2 separate regions of the Sus scrofa genome follow, and region 2 is linked to region 1. A link is a contact called in public HiChIP or PLAC-seq data. All regions are on one chromosome and are shown on one strand. Each heading gives the region's core, a stretch centred on a gene start, on an enhancer-like site or on the middle of the called end of the contact. The rest is flanking DNA. Distances are from core to core; before and after follow the strand shown.

Region 1 (5,251 bases), core at 717-3,216:
TAATTGAGTTTCACTCATTCCTGTCTCTCCCACACTTATTCATTCAACAGATATTTACTGAGCAGTGTGCCAAGCAATACTCCAGAGTTGTGAAACCAGCAGTGAAGGTCCGTGCGTTCCTAGAGCTGATACCTTAGGGAAATCGCTGTTTTCTTCTGCCCCTGGAGAGCAGATGCCCTCTTCTTCGTTTTGCTGGTTCAGGTCTCAGCTCAAAAGTAACCAAATCAGGCATAGCAAAAACCACTTCAACTAGGAACCATGTAGTCGCGTGTTTGATACCTGGCCTCGCTCAGTAGGTTGAGGATCTGGTGTTGCTGTGAGCTGTGGTGTAGGTCTCGCAGATGTGGCTCAGATCCTGCGTTGCTGTGGCATAGGCCAGCAGCCCTAGCTCTGATTCAACCCCTAGCCTGGGAACCTCCATATGCTATGGGTGTAGCCCTAAAAAGAAAAAAAAAGTGACCAAATCAGAAAGATGTGAACTTATTTTGTTGATTGCCTGTTCTTTTCACTAAAATATACGATTCCATGAAAGTTACCATTTTCTTGGAATACCTCAGCCTGGTGCACAGTACATTTATTGGATAGGTGTATTAACCGGTACCGTGGCTTTTGTTCCAGACGCTGGTGAATTGTAAGTGAACGAATTGGACAAAACAGACCAAAATACTTAACCTAAAATATAAAAAGGCCTCGGAGTTCCGGAGTTCCCGTTATGGCGCAGTGGTTAACAAATCCGACTAGGAACCATGAGGTTGCGGGTTCGGTCCCTGCCCTTGCTCAGTGGGTTAACGATCCGGCATTGCCTTGAGCTGTGGTGTAGGTTGCATTCGCGGCTTGGATCCTGCGTTGCTGTGGCCCTGGCGTAGTCTGGCGGCTACAGCTCCGATGAGACCCCTAGCCTGGGAACTTCCATATGCCGCGGGAGCGGCCCAAAGAAATAGCAAAAAGACAAAAAAAAAAAAAAAAAAAAAAAGGCCTTGGAGTTCCCTGGAGCCTCAGGTGGTTAAGGATCCAGAGTTGTCACTGCCCTGCTCAGGTTCAATAACTGCCTCCTCCTCAACTTACACATGCTGAAAGCGAAGCAGAAAAAAAAAGGCGCTTCTAAGTTTTTCAAATTAAAATCGTAGCCCTGCACTACCCATGTTCCTTTTCCCTGCTTTATTTTTTCTATACATCTGTCACCTTCTAAACGATTATAATTTACTCAGTGTTTGCACCGCTCCTCCACTAAAATGTAAGCTCCATGTAGCGGGCAGGAGATTTTGTCCATCTTTTTCACCAACCTAGCCTCAGTGCCTAGAGCAGTGTTGGCACCCAGTAGGTGCTCAATAAATACAGAATTAACTTTAGATCACAGCCGCTCTTTCTCCTGCAGGTCTTGAGTCACCTTGTTCCAAGGGGGAAGGAAATTAGCTTCAGCAGGCGCCCAGAGGTGACCTCAGGTGGCCCGACCCAGCAGTCGGAGCTCCGAGAGAAGGGCCATTGGAGCAGCTGTGGAGATGGGAGGCGCTCGGAGAGGCCCCGGGGGCTGGGGTGCTTCCAGGAAGAGAGGCGGGTGCAGTCAGCGCGGGCATAGGACTGTGGGTGGTGCTGTCGGAACAGAGAAGTCACGTGACTCGCGTTGCTCGCCCCCCCCACGCTTCCTCCTGGGCGGGGCTTGAGTGGGCAGGACGCATGCAAATAAGCCAGGGGCGGCAGCCAATCCTGGAGCGCGCCGAGGGGCCCTGGGATCCTGGACGCTGGCTCACGCGCAAGCTCTCGTCTCTGCCGCCCCCGGCTTTTGCCAGCGGCGAGACGGCCCTGAGAGCTGGATCTGTAGTCGCTTCCTCGACCTCCTTGTTTTCCGCGGCCGGCCGGTTGAGGCCGGACCCGCGCGGGGGGCAGGCGGCGGCTGCTTCAGCAGAGGCGGAGGTGCGGCGGGGGCGGGGGCCGCTGCCCTCGGAGGCGCCCGGGCCGGCCCGCGCCTTTGCAGCGTGCTCCATGCATCCGGAGCCCGCCCCGCCTCCGAGCAGCAACAGCCCTGAGCTTCCCCTCAGCGGCGGCAGCACCACCAGCGGCAGCCGCCGGAGCCGCCGCCACAGCGGGGACGGGGAGCCCCCGGGGTCGCCGCCGCCGCCGCCGCCGCCGCCCGCGGTCACCTACCCGGACTGGATCGGCCAGAGTTACTCCGAGGTGATGAGCCTCAACGAGCACTCGATGCAAGCGCTGTCTTGGCGCAAGCTCTACTTGAGCCGCGCCAAGCTCAAAGCCTCCAGCCGGACCTCAGCTCTGCTCTCCGGCTTCGCCATGGTGAGCTCGGGCAGCCTGCCCTGCCCTGCCCCCTTTCACGTCCTGGCCACTGCCACTCGCAGCCCCGACGGGACCCGTGGGGGATCTAGCTGAGCGAGCTGGGGTTGAAAGGGAAGAGCTGGGAGAAAGCTGCCGTGGACGCGGGAGGGGGCCAGAGGTGCTGGACGTGAGGAAAGAGGGGCGATCATTGACACCCGATGTGGGAGATTGGGTGTCTTACTATGTGCAGGGTTGGAGGGCTCAGGTGCCTTCAGGTGGACCAGCTTGATGCAGCTTGGTCCTCGACGTAGATCTGTCTGTAAGAAGACAGTCCCACATATGTTCTGGGGGCAAGGAAAGTCATGAGCGGTCTGATCTCTTTGAGAACAGGTGGCAGGAGGTTGGGAGAAGGACCCCCGAGTGTCTCCCTTGTGCCCCCACATTTGAGGCTAGCAGGAATTTGCCAGGTTCTTTGATTACCTAGTAGAGGGGATTTCCTCACAGCCTTGCTCCTGCTGCGTTTTCCGAGAGCCTCAGCCCAGGGGGGTTGACAAACACTCCCCACCCGCAGTTTCTTCTTCAGAAACTTGCCACTGAGTCACTGGGTGTGGGGGAGGAGCATGGGACATGTTCCCGTTGAATGGGCTCGTTCTTGATTTAGGGGGTAGGCCTAGTGTCCTCTGCCAGGGCGGGCTGGATTGGAGTGAGAACTAGCCTTGAAGGTGGGATGGGTGAGGCTGAGGTTGGGCTGAGAAGTGACCCCGTGGATGCCCTCAGGCCAGGAATCTTGGCGTCTACCCAGGCAGGGAGCTAGAAAACAATTCATGGTTCTCGCCTTCAGTGACATCAGCCCGCCTGAATGGGGTCTGCCCCCACCCCAAGATCTCTAGCCCACAGCACTCCTGCCTCACCCATGAGTGAGCTAAGCTTTTGGCCTTGAAGGAGGGAGTGGCTGCACCCTTGTGTTTTCTTGGGAAGGCGTTGTGTCTGGTACTCTCCCAGAGTCTCACAAACAAGTGGGTGATGCACAATGCACAGGAACAAGAAATTTTTGGAGGCCCTAAGCAGGCCCTCAGCACCCCAGGCCTCAGTGGAAAAGCCAGAGGATTGAGGGAGGGAACGAGCTCTGCCCCTTGCTGTCCCCTTGATCTCAGACTGATTCCTCTGTGGGCCTTGATTTCTGAATTGTAAAATGAAGGCTGCTACTCAGAAGTTTCTCAGACTAGCAGTAGCTGAGGGAGCCCTTGAGAGAGGGTGTGTGTGTAAGGGAGTGGCACTCTAGTTTTTAGTTTAGGTCCATATGACAGGATTCTGTTATCAGCCCCAAATCCTAGGAAGAGCTGACACTTACGAAGCACCCATTAGGTGCTAGGCACTGTGTAGGTTCCTTGACTCCCCCACTAAGTCCTCAACCCTTTGATGTGGTTTTGTCAGGGGACTTAGGTGCTGAATCAGGATTTGAACCCGAGTCTGCTGGCATCCAAGACTCTTTTGGGCACTTGTGCCGTTTGTGGTGTGTGGAGTTCCAATCAACATCCAGCCAGGGACATGTTAGGACCAGGCCTAGTAGGGAATGAGAAATAGAGCAGAGAAGCTTCTTTTAAGCAAAGTAAGATGTTACAAGTAGGTGGAAGGGAGTGACACCATGGCTATCAGCTTTTCACAGCAGTGCTCTGAGTTTCGGATGGGGGAGTGCCTATTTGCCTTTTTCTTGGGGTCATAAATTCATAGCTGCCCAGGCTCCTTCCCACCCCAGAGGAAGTGAGGAGCTGACGGGGACACTTTCCTGTCTTCTCAAGTCCTCTCTCAGAAGCCGGGCCTCCTAATCAAATGTCACCTCCCTCTTCCTCTTGCTAAAAACAGTGTGGGGGAAGTCGGGCAGCCTGGCTAGCCAGCAGCATTTGGTGGGCCTTTATTGTCCCCAGACTGTTTCTGGGGGACCTGTATGTTACCCACTGAGGGTGGAAAGGCTTCCTGGCTCCACTGATGAAAGTTCTGCTAGCAGGAAGGCTGAACCCTGTGACAGCTTCCATTCTGAGGACTTAGTGGGGGAGTCAAGAAAGTAACTGTGTTTGCCGTGAGTGTGGAAATCTGTTGGAGAGGTGGGGCTGGGGTGGGGAATAGGGCTCAGCAGTGCAGATCTGCCTGCGCCCCACCCCCACCACAGACATCCAGCCTTGTGAAGGAAGGGGTGCCCTGTGGCCCAGTGCCATGGAAACAGAGTGAACAGCTTTCCTGGACTCCTCTCCCTTGGCCTGTGAGTCAGCACCTCCAACTTCCTGCCCCCAGAGGGCTTCCTTCCTAAGGACCTGGAAACCCAGAGGAACTGACATGATGTGACCTTTGATCTCCAGGGGTGGGAGACTTGGTGAGGATGCCAGGCTCACCTGCTCAGAAAGGTGAGATCAAGGGGGGGGGGGTCTCCCAAGAGCCTGGAGGGGTTGGAGAGACTCCCCTTTCATGGGTGGAAGGGCCTGGCCAGGTGCCCTGTGCTGGGGAAATAGGCTGTGGGGCCTCAGACAAGCAGCCTTTTCTCTTTGGAGCCAATTTTCTCATGTGTACAAAGGAGGCGCATACACTGCTCTCACATGGACTTGCATGAGGATTCATTTACCAAGTCTGATTGGCCCATGAGGGATTGAGGAATTACCGGGGACTGATGATGTACACCTTAGCTGGACCCTCTAGTCTGTAGATAAGATTCCCACCTTTGACAGCATTTCTACAAACTACAGGCCTTGGGAGTTCCCGTTGTGGTGTGGTGGAAATGAATCCGACTACTATCCCTGAGGACGAGGGTTCAATCCCTGGCCTTGCTCAGTGGGTTAAGGATCTGGCATTGCCTCGAGCTGTGGAGTAGGTCACAGACGTGTCTCGGATCCCTCGTTGCTGTGGCTGTGGTATAGGCTGGCAGCTATAGCTCCGATTCAGCCCCCTAGCCTGGGAACTTCCACTTCCATATGCCATGGGCATGGCCCTAAAA
Region 2 (5,183 bases), core at 1,558-4,057, 36 kb after region 1:
ATCTCCAGTGCAGACATTCATGTCCATTTGTCTCTCTCCAGGGAACTTGTGCAAGGTGATAAAGATGGTCTCCAGGAGTTCCCGCCCTGGCACAGTGAGTTAAGAACGTGAGTGCAGCATCTCAGGTCACTGCAGAGATGCAGGCGCAGTGGATCCAGCATTGCCACAGCTGTGGCATAAGAGGCAACTGCGGCTCAGATTCCATATTTTGGTCTTTGGTCTTTTTAGGGCTGTGCCCAAGGTATATGGAAGTTCCCAGGCTAGGGGTTGAATTGCAGCTGCAGCTGCCAGCCTACACCACAGTCACAGCAACAGTGGATCTGAGCTGTGTCTGAAACCTACACCACAGCTCATGGTAACACCAGATCCTTAACCCATGAGCAAGGCCAGGGATTGAACCTGCATCCTCATGAATACTAGTCAGATTCATTTCTGCTGAGCCACGAAGGGAACTCCCAGATTCAGTCCTTGACCTGGGAACTAACATCTGCTGCAGGTGTGGCCATAAAAAAAAAAAAGAAAAAGAAATCATCCAAATCATGGGGATCCTTGTTTCCCCTCTGGAAACGCCATCTATCCTGCTCCGTGGGCATGGGAAACACACACACACACACACACACACACACGCAGACACATTCCAGTAGTGCTAGCAGCTAGGCATAGGGGGGTGGGGGAATAGGAAGATAGAGGAATGAGGGCATGGGGGTGGAGGAATAGAGTGAACTATTTATTTATTTATTTATTTTAGTTTTTAAAATTTTTTTGGTCTTTTTGCCATTTCTTGGGCCGCTCCCGCGGCACATGGAGGTTCCCAGGCTAGGGGTCTAATAGGAGCTGTAGCTGCCAGCCTACGCCAGAGCCACAGCAACGCGGGATCTGAGGAACCTCATGGTTCCTAGTCGGATTCGTTAACCACTGCACCACGACGGGAACTCCAGAGTGAACTATTTAAATATCAGTAGGCAGAGATATTAACAAATCAGCATGACCTCAGGGCTGAGCAGGTTTCAGGAGACAGTAGTGCCCTAGGCATCCACACACCCAGGGCTGGCATCACAGGTTCTCAACCTCAACAGTGCACAGGGCCTGGTCCTTAGAAGGGCATGTGGGAGTTCCCATCATGGCTCAGCAGAAATGAATCTGACTGATATCCATGAGGACCCAGGTTCTATCCCTGCCCTTGCTCAGTGGGTTAAGGATCCTGCGTTGCCATGAGCTGTGGTGTAGGTCGAAGACCCGGCTCAGATCCCATGTGGTTGTGGCACAGGCCAGAGGCTACAGCTCCAATTCAACCCCTAGCCTGGGAATCTCCATATGCTGCAGGTGCAGCCCTAAAAAGACAAAAAAAAAAAAAAAAGAAGGGTATATGCTTGGTTTTGGCTCTGCTGTCACTGTTTTGAAATTCTTAATATTTTATGAACTATGGCCTCGAATTTTCAGTTTGCACTCGGCCTTGCCCATTAAGTAGTTCCCTGTGGGGCCACAGCAGGGGCCTCCAGGAGTCTGACCAGGTTGGCCAACCAGACCCTACTAGCTAGTACATTTTTTTTTTTCGGCTGTGCCTATAGCTTGTGGAAGTTCCTGGGCCAGGGACCAAAATGAGCCACAGGAGTGACAACAGTAACCATAGCCACAGGAATGACAACACCGGATCCTTAACTCGCTGAGCCAGGAGAGAACTCAAGCTAGTACATATTTTGACAATCATGCCTAGGAGCTGGGAGAGTCACTCCAGGCAAAGAAAATGGCCAGGCAAAAACTGAGCAGAGGGAAACAGTCTCATGTCCTAATTTTTTTTTTTTTTTTTGGCTTTTTTTGGCTTTTTTAGGGCCGCACAGGAGGCCTATGGAGATTCCCAGGCTAGGGGTCTGATCGGAGCTATACCTGCCAACCTACACCACAGCAACGTCAGATCTGAGCTATGTCTGCAACCTACACCACAGCTCATGGCAACGCCGGATCCTTAACCCACTGACGGAGGCCAGGGATTGAACCCACAACCTCATGGTTCTTAGATTTGTTTCTGCTGGGCCACGATGGGAACGCCTCAGGTCCTAAATTTAATGTTTTTCTTTTTTCTCCCATTTGCATGTACCACACATGCTATGATTAATCTTTATATTGGAATTAATTCACTTTAAAAAAATCAATACATTTATCCAAGAAAGAGATTTTACATATCATTACTTAAGCCTTAGCTAGATACTGGGGCTTACAGCTGAGATTAACAAATGTTTAGAGAGGTGTTAATGCCATATTAACCCCAAACTGACACTTTCTCCTTGGTTTACTCAGAACTGTAAAAGAACTCAGAATCCAGTAACTTTCTCACCAGGTCACTGAGTGTTACTTAACGCTTCATTAATATAACTCATCCTCTCACACTTGGATAGAGCGGTAGATTCTACCCAGGAGGAGACTGCAGTCTTAATACATGAACTACTGATAGGAAAAGAATGCCTTGCAACGCGGTGCGCGGATTCTGCCCGGGTTGTTTTGATACTGAATGACAGTCATTACCACCATGGAAGGTGGAAGGAGTGGGGCCCAAAAGGCTGGGGGTCAGTCGCCAGCTCTTGCCCAGTCACATCTGTGCCCTCTCACCTGCGCACTCCTGCCGGTTGGAGAGCAGAGTCGCAGGTTACTGCCTCCAGCCTCAATTGCCGCCCGCTGCGCGCGCACTGGCGTCCAGAGCCTGACCAGGGTCGCTATGGCAACGCGGGCCCCAGCAAAGCCGCGAAGCAGGGCCCGCCCCTTCCTGCCCAGACCTTGCGCTGGCGGGGCCGCGCGTGGGGAAGGCTGCAGATGCTACAGCTGCGCGAAAGAACGTCATCGGGCATGTGGAGGTCCAGTGCGGGCTGGTGCACCCGGCTGGTAGTCTTCCACACCCCAAACTCCTCTCCTGCCCTAGGTTCTCCTGGGCGAATACAATACCCCAAGCCGGCCTGAAAGGGTCAGAGGCTTTTCTGCCAAGTTGCAAAGACAAAGGTGAAAACGTGAAAGGAGACCCAGCATTACACCTGTTCTTTATTTTGTGGGAGTCTAGCTGGCTCCTTTGAGAATCTATGGGAAGCTATATAGCCCTTCCACACCTGAAGATGCCTAGGCTTTACATATTCACAAGCCCACCAAGTCCTCAGCTCACTGCATTCAGGGGCTCTCCTGGTCACTCAGAGTAAAAGCCACAGTGCCTACAATGGCTTCAAAGCCCTGTGTCATCTGTCCACCTCCGTCCCTTTTTCTCTGAGCTTGTCCCTGCTCTGCATACCCAATCTCACTGTACTGGAGCCTCACACTTGTTTCCTTGCTATTCCTGGAAAATGCTGGGCATGTTTCTGCCTCAGGGCCTTCGCCTGTTCTGTGCCCCCCGTCAGGCCATCTCTACCTCCAAATAGCAGCCTGGATCACTCCCTGCTCTCCAGGGCTTTATTCAAACATCATCTCAGTAAATCTTTGGACCATCTTATATATATATATATATATATATATATATATATATATTTTATTACTCAAATGAATTTATCACATCGGTAGTTGTATTATGATCATAAAAATCTGATTTCACAGGATTTCCATCCCACAGCCCAAGCACATCCCCCCACCCCCCAAACTGTCTCCTCCAGAGACCATAAGTTTTTCAATGTCTGTGAGTCAGCATCTGTTCTGCAAAGAAGTTCCGTCTGTCCTTTTTTCAGATTCCATGTCAGTGAAAGCATTTGATGTTGGTGTCTCATTGTATGGCTGACTTCACTTAGCATGACAGTTTCTGGGTCCATCCATGTTGCTAAAAATGCTGGTATTTCGTTCTTTTTGATGGCTGAGAAATATTCCATTGTGTATATGTACCACATCTTCTGGATCCACTCCTCTGTCGATGGACATTTAGGTTGTTTCCATGTCTTGGCTATTGCAAATAGTGCTGCAGTGAACATCGGAGTACATGTGTCTTTGCGAGTCGTGGTTTTCTCTGGATAGATGCCCAGGAGTGGGATTGCTGGATCAAATGGTAGTTCTATGTTTAGTTTTCTGAGGAATTTCCATACTGCTTTCCACAGTGGTTGCACCAATTTACAATCCTACCAACAGTGTACTAGGGTTCCTTTTTCTCCACACCCTCTCCAGCACTTGTTGTTTGTAGACTTTTGGATGATGGCCATTCTGGCTGGTGTAAGGTGGTACCTCATCGTGGTTTTGATTTGCATTTCTCTAATAATGAGTGACACTGAACATCTTTTCATGTGTTTCTTGGCCATCTGTATGTCTTCTTTGGAGAACTGTCTGTTTAGATCTTCTGCCCATTTTTGGATGGGGTTGCTTGTTTTTTTGGTATCGAGCTACAGAAGTTGTTTATAAATTTTGGAGATTAATCCCTTGTCAGTCAATTCATTTGCAAAGATTTTCTCCCATTGTGTGGATTGTCTTTTTGTGTTGTTTAGGGTTTCCTTTGCTGTGCAGAAACTTTGAAGTTTGAGTAGGTCCCATTTGTTTATTTTTCTTTTTATTGTCGATACTCTGATAGGTGGATCTGAGAAGATGTTGCTGTCGTTTATGTCAGAGAGTGTTTGGCCTATGTTTTCCTCTAGGAGTTTGATAGTGTCTGGTCTTATATCTAGGTCTTTAATCCATTTGGAGTTTATTTTTGTGTATGGTGTTAGGGAGTGTTCTAATTTCATTCTTTTCCATATGGCTGTCCAGTTTTCCCAGCACCACTTATGGAACAAGCTGTCCTTTCTCCATTGTATAGTCTTGCTTCCTTTGTCATAGATTAGTTGGCTGTAAGTGCATGGGTTTAATTCTGGGCTTTCTATCCTGTTCCACTGATCTACATGTCTGTCTTTGTGCCAGTACCATGCAGTTTTGATGACTGTTGCTTTGTAGTATAGTCTGAAGCCCGGGAGCCTGATTTCTCCGAGCTCCATTTTTCTTTTTCAGGATGTCTTTGGCTATTCTGGGTCTTTTGTACTTCCAAACAAACTTTAAAATATTTTGTTCAAGTTCTGTGAAAAATGTCCTTGGTAATTTGATAGGGATTGCATTGAATCTGTAGAGTGCCTTTGGTAATATAGTCATTTTGATAATATTAACTCTTCCAATCCACGAGCATGGTATATCTTTCCATCTATTTGTGTCATCTTTGATTTCTTTCATCAGTGGCTTGTAGTTTTCAGAGTACAGGTCTTTTG

Evidence for each region. HiChIP or PLAC-seq counts read pairs in DNA pulled down with a chosen protein or histone mark.
Region 2: a contact with region 1 is called in an H3K27ac HiChIP or PLAC-seq map of skeletal muscle. The contact joins the promoter of MORN3 here to the promoter of ORAI1 in region 1. A contact is called at or near these places in 1 of 5 promoter capture datasets (liver), 19 of 47 Hi-C or Micro-C datasets (alveolar macrophages, blood, embryonic fibroblasts and 10 more) and 2 of 2 datasets of contacts at active chromatin or transcription factors (alveolar macrophages and skeletal muscle).

Annotation. Positions count from the first base shown.
Region 1 is chr14:31,024,723-31,029,973 of Sscrofa11.1, reverse strand. ORAI1 (ORAI calcium release-activated calcium modulator 1) reads left to right here and starts at 1,966. Exons shown (of 2, transcript NM_001173519.1): 1 at 1,966-2,289. The coding sequence starts at 1,981.
Region 2 is chr14:30,989,521-30,994,703 of Sscrofa11.1, reverse strand. MORN3 (MORN repeat containing 3) reads right to left here and starts at 2,807. Exons shown (of 7, transcript NM_001243709.1): 1 at 2,605-2,807. LOC106505926 (a long non-coding RNA gene) reads left to right here. Exons shown (of 3, transcript XR_001300826.2): 3 at 42-167.